Linked DNA regions of Pan troglodytes: region 1 is linked to region 2. Evidence: chromatin contacts called from public HiChIP or PLAC-seq data. All regions are on one chromosome and are shown on one strand. The core of a region is the stretch at or near the end of the contact, and the rest is flanking DNA. Distances in the headings are between cores, read along the strand shown. Region 1 holds the start of H1-0 (H1.0 linker histone). Region 2 holds the start of SH3BP1 (SH3 domain binding protein 1).

What was found. HiChIP or PLAC-seq counts read pairs in DNA pulled down with a chosen protein or histone mark.
Region 1: a contact with region 2 is called in an H3K4me3 HiChIP or PLAC-seq map of stem cell-derived excitatory neurons, with 5 times the contacts expected there. The contact joins the promoter of H1-0 here to the promoter of SH3BP1 in region 2. A contact is called at or near these places in 1 of 7 Hi-C or Micro-C datasets (blood) and 1 of 1 datasets of contacts at active chromatin or transcription factors (stem cell-derived excitatory neurons).

What each region holds. Positions count from the first base shown.
Region 1 is chr23:39,814,734-39,817,509 of NHGRI_mPanTro3-v2.0_pri, reverse strand. It overlaps H1-0 (H1.0 linker histone), which reads right to left and starts at 1,438. Exons shown (of 1, transcript XM_009438368.5): 1 at 1-1,438. The coding sequence starts at 953. The coding sequence ends at 369.
Region 2 is chr23:39,651,589-39,654,391 of NHGRI_mPanTro3-v2.0_pri, reverse strand. SH3BP1 (SH3 domain binding protein 1) reads right to left here and starts at 1,529. Exons shown (of 18, transcript XM_024352615.3): 1 at 1,291-1,529; 2 at 1-16. The coding sequence starts at 1,349.

The DNA.
Region 1 (2,776 bases), core at 189-2,688, 160 kb before region 2:
GTTCCCTCTCATCTAGCCAGAACAAACTGCCTTGTGTCTTCTCCCCACCCCCATCTACCTTCATGGCAAACAAGCCAACAAAACACACAAGTCCCCCCGCCCCCCCGCAAATCCCTAACCCCGTAAGTAGGTTAATAGCAAAACAAAATATAAGTACATTCTCATCATTAGATTGGTTGTTGCTGTCCTTGCACAACTGGTTAAGGAAAAATGAATTATTCTGTAATTTCTGAAGAATCCAAATCCTGTCTCTTATAAAGTCAGAAGGGGGCAAAAGGTGGTGGTGAGCATCAAGAGAGAAAAAAGGAGAAAATTATTTACAGAAAATAGGAGACAGGAGGGAGTGTCCGCAAGAAAAGACTTCATTGTCACTTCTTCTTGCCGGCCCTCTTGGCACTGGACTTTGCTTTGGGTTTCACTGGTTTGGCCTTTTTGGGCTTGGATGCCTTGACCGGCTTGGCTTTGACAGTCTTGGGTTTTTTGGCTTTCTTGGGTGTGGCAGCCAGCTTCTTCTTGGCTTTCTTGACTGGGGTGGCTTTGGGTTTCTTGGTTGGGGCTTTGGAGGCAGCCTTCTTGGGCTTGGATGCCTTCTTTGGCGTGGCTACCTTCTTGATTTCCTTCTTGGTCTTCTTGAAGGCCACTGACTTCTTGGGCTCGTCGCTCTTGGCTAGCCGGAAGGACCCCGAGGCCCCCACCCCTTTGGTCTGCTTGAGGACACCGGTGGTGACCAGGCGCTTGATGGACAACTTGATCTGCGAGTCAGCGTTCTCACCCACCTTGTAGTGGCTCTTGATATACTTCTGAATGGACTGGCGCGAGGAGCCAGCGCGGTTCTTCTCGGCCTGGATAGCAGCCACGATCATGTCTGAATACTTGGGGTGGTCTGTGGACTTCTTGGAGGCCTTGGCCCGCTTGGGCTTGGCCGCAGGGGCGGACGTGGAATTCTCGGTCATGGTGGCCTGTCTGGTCCGGCTGTTGAAGGCGCCTTCCAAAGGGCCAGCCCTCGTCGGAGGCTGAGCAAAGCCTGCCTCGGGATCTGCTCCTGAGCCCCTGACTACCGGGCCAGGCCGGAGTGCGGCTCCCGGGGATGCGAGCGAGGAGTCGCTGCTTTTCCTCCCCGGCTCGGGTGTCGGGAGAGCTCGCCGAGCCGGCTTTGCGAGGCCCAGCCCCGCCGGTCTGTCGCTTGGTCTCGGCACCGTGCTCTGCCTCTGCCTCCGCCTCCTCTGCCTCCCTTTTCCCAGCTCCGCGTCTGGCGCTTGGGCGGCGCATCCGGGTATTTAGCGGCGGCGGGCGGACCGCGGTGAGGACAGGGCTGCTGGCTGCCTGCTCCCGGCCCGGAATGGCGCTGCGCCGCCGCCATCTGTGTTTCTTCCGCCGAGCAAATCCGACCTTTCCCCCCGGCCCGGGCCTTCCTGCTCCCCGCCGCCGCCCTGGGCCGCTGCCTGGCTCCCTGGGCTTCCCCGCCGGGCGGCCCGCTGGCCCGGCCGCCGCCCCCCGCGCCCGCCACGCACCCCAAACGGCGCCGAGGACCGCTGGTGTGCCGGCACATTTCCCCTTTGCGGGGGGCTGGCTCTGCGGGGCTAGGGAGCCTCGGTGCGGGAAACCCCCCGTAGCAAAGCTCTCCCCTGAGGCTACCGGGGGCTCTGCTCCCGGCCTGCTGCGGGGTCCCCTAGCCCGGTGGAACTGCCGGAAAGCGGCCCCAACTAACACACGCGGCCCCGAGCTGGGCGACTCCCAACCGGGCCGAGCCGGGACAGGGGGGAGGGGTCGCTCCCCCGGGGTCCGGTCACCTCTCGGGGGTCACCCCGCCACCGGTCCCTCCACACCTCTACCCCTCTCTGTCCATGGGGCCCCCAAGGAAACTTTCCCTGAAAGAGTTGGAAGGGTACTTTCAAACTTTGTCCCTTCCCCCTCCTCTGCCGTCTCTCCCCCAGCGCGCCCCCCGACCTCTGCCTTGAGGTTCCCTCCTGAGGCCGAACCCCCAGTGCTGCCCGGACCCTCTGAGAGATGAGGAGGGCCTCCCGGGTGGCCTCTTCTCCTCAAAGACCCCTACATCTCCCATATACCCTAATCGGGAATTCATTTATGTGCTTCTCTTAGCCTGGAAGTTTTGGGGTGTCAGAGACAGAACTCGCTGCCCCCCATCCGTGAGGCCCAGCCTGGGGGTTCAGTCCCCGTCCCAAGGCTCCTTGAAGGCAATGTGGGGGCGGGGGAGGGCGGTCCACAATGGAGAAGCTGCCCCAGAAGCTCTAACCAGGGACGGTCCGGGGGGCCCCTGTAATGAGGAGAGGCCCTGAGTGCTTTGGGGACTTGGGAAAGCGGGGCGCTAGGGTAGAGGTCGAGGAGGGGGTTATGTCCCTTGGATTGTGACCTGTCCTCGGAAAGTGTGGAGTTGTTCAGAGAGCCGTGGCCGCGACCACCGCCATTTTGCTGGGAAGATGCGATGTCTTTGTTAAAATGCACACAGATTTTCCCGTGCTGCTTGGCAGGTGTAGACGAGGCGGACACGGGGCGCCACTGTCTGTAGGGAGTTCTGAAGCTCGAGGGGCTTTAGGGGCCCAGAGGCCAGCAGGAGAGACCTCAGAGACCCTAGGACCCCTTGTCTGCGGCCGACCTCCTACTCACGTGCCGGGTCCGCTTGGCAGCGGCCCTGGGCTGAGATTCTGCGACGCTTGCTCCCTGGGCCCCTCTCCCACAACCCCGCTTTTATTCCCTAAGCATAGAGGCCGGTCACTGTTCACTTAAACAATACCCTGGGAGTGGGAGTTTGTTGCTG
Region 2 (2,803 bases), core at 280-2,779:
AGCGGTCTCCGGGGTGCTGCGGGGAGTGGGAAGGGGGAGAGTGCTTCTGCTGAGCCTGCCTGGGTTAGAACGCCCCCTACTTCCCTTCCCCGCAGCAGGGCACCTGGACCCCAGTGCTTCCACTGTCCCTCCCAGCTGAGGCCTGCCCTGGGTGGCCCAGTTGCTTCATCCCAGTCAGAGCACATTCCATGGGGGTGGGAATAGGATACATGGGTTTTTCCTCTTCCACCCAGGGCTGTGTCCTGAGAGAGGGCGGACAGATGAAACTAAAGGGGAGGCTGAGAGACCCACCCGGGGCCCAGCTTTGGGACACAGAAGCCTCTTTTCTGCCCACTCCCAAATCCTCAGCCCACCCCGGGATGAGGAGTATTAGCTGGCCCCAAGAACGGGAAGTGCAGGAGCTCAGACTCCTAGGCACAGTCACACAGCACTCTGGACTACAGCTGTGGGCAGGGGTGCACAGGCCCTTGGCCCCCACCTGGGGACACATGGGGGATGCCAAGGCCCACTGCAAGGTGGTCTGACTGTCCAGGCTATGTAGGCATCTGTGCCAGTGTGAGACTAGAACCAGGTCTCTGGACACCCAGTCCCCTCCCTGGACCCAGAGAATGGGGAACTCCTGAGGCTGGGGGAAGAGGAGCAGAGAAGACAGGCTCTCAGAAGCTCCCCAAACTTCCGGCCTCCGTGCCACCGGCTCAGAGACTGGGGGTGGGAGCTGGGAGACCTGGGGATGTTTCCACCTGAGTCCAGGAAAAGCAGAAACGAGACAGAGAAGCAGGAGGCCCCTGGGCTGGGGGGAGCGGGAGGGGAAGGGACGCTGCAGGCCAGGGGCAGGCCCCTCCTCCCACCAGGCCAGGACCCATCTCCTCCCCTCGCCCCAGGTCTGTGGCCCTAATCGACCCTCCTCCCTCCCCGGCCCAGCAAGCAGAGGTGGTGAACTGCCCCATTGTCCAGAGAGGACAAGTGAGGTCAGGAGGACCATCCACTTAGAGACTCGTGGAGGCAGAGAAGTCCCAGCGTCCTAGGGCAGAGAGCATTCTCTCGCCTGAAGCCCCCTCCAATCCGGTAAGGGGGGGCATCCCTTCCCCCAAAGGCCACCCCTGCTCCTCCAGCTCTGCCCGAGAGACGGGGGCGGCGTTCAGAGAGGAGGAAGAGAGGGCAGGAGTCTGGCCGCTCAGAGGGTGGCTGCCCAGCTGTCCCCAGCCTCCCCACCCCCGTCTCCCCCGACCCTTTTACGACCCCTCAGGTCCTGCCGGGGTAAGAGTGGGGCTGGAAGGGGGTGACACTCACCGTCCCAAGCTGCCCGTCTGGGCCAGCTGCCGCATGCGGTGCAGCTGCCTCTTCATCATCTTGGGGGCGAGCTGGGGGCTGCGGGGTCACGGCGGGGGTCGCGGGCCCGGGGAGCCCCCGGTCCAGCCTGCCTCTCCTGCGGCGCGGTTCTTGCCCCGGATGGGTGGGCGGCGCTCTCGCTTCCTGGGCCGCCGCGCGGCTCTTGCTGGCGGCCGGCTCTCTCCTCCCCCGCTCACGACTCCGCCCCCGGCCCCCAGGTCACTCCTCTCTCCAAGTTGGTTTCCTCGCTCTCCCCCGGCTTCCGGGCCCCCCGGCGACCCCCGGCCGGGCCCCCGCTGCTGTGTGTCCGCCGGCCGCGGCCGTCCACAGGTTGTGCCCGGCTCCTCCTCCCCGCAGCGCCCCGCCCAGCCCCGGTGGCGGGAAGCAGGTAAGCCCGTTCCTGCCCCTGCGCCTGCAACCCGCCCCAGGCAGGGTGCCTGCCCCACCCGCAGCCTGCAGGCCCGAGGTATAAATAACCTTTGCATCCCTCGCAGAGAGGAAAGGGTGCCAAGCGAAAGAGGGGTAGGCCTTTCTGACCTGTCCTGGCCCCTCTGGGCCTGCCGCGGATACTGCCTTGCACTCTCTTCCGCAGAGGACCTCTGGCCCCCTGGAACTAAACCCCCCCACCACTGGATGACTGGCTGGGAGCTTTGGCTTCCTGGGGCCACGGGCTGCTGTGTGGCCGTGGACAAGCCCCTGGAACTCCGGACTCGCTGTTTCTAATGGTCTGATGGGCCAGCTGTCCTGGGCCTGCCCATTCTGCAGAGTGGACAAGACACCCCTGCCAGCTCCCTTTAAGGGAGGTGTGTGCCACCCCTCAGCCACCAGGAACCCTCCCAGAGCGGTTTGCGACACCCTGTTCTCCACATGTCCTGGCAGTTTGCTCCATCTGTGAAGCCCGTCTCCTCTCATTCCTCCTGGCAAACAGCCTCAGTCCCCCTTCCTTCTTGTAGGGCAATGATGTAGGTGCTGCTCTGACTGCCCCCAGACTCAGTAGTTCTCCTCTTTGGCCCTCCACTCAACAGAGTTAGGCATAACTGCTGGTTTTACAAGATGTGAGCGCCTTTAGGAAACAGTAGGCTCTCCTTACCCTGCACCCCTGTGGCATCAGGAGCCGCAGGCGTGGGGAAGAGGGGAGGGTGTGCCCCAGAGTCCTGCCACACCCTCTGCACTTTGCTTTGTTAGTTTCAGTTTAGTTTGAGACTATTTGAGCCACTACTGTGTGCCGGTACAGACTGGGCGCCTCTCAGAGGCAGGACCTTGGCCCCACACATCTCCATACTCCCAGCGCCTAGCCCAGGGCCTGGCACACTCACTGGCTGCTTCTCTCCTCCCTAATGAGGCAGGCCTCATTGGGGGTGGGAGGAGCTGAGAAGGGAACCCAACAGCTGCCTGCTATGGCCAGAGCCTCCCAGATGGGAGCCCACCTGAGTGTGGAATCCTGGTGGGAAGTTGGGAGGCTCCAAGATCAAAG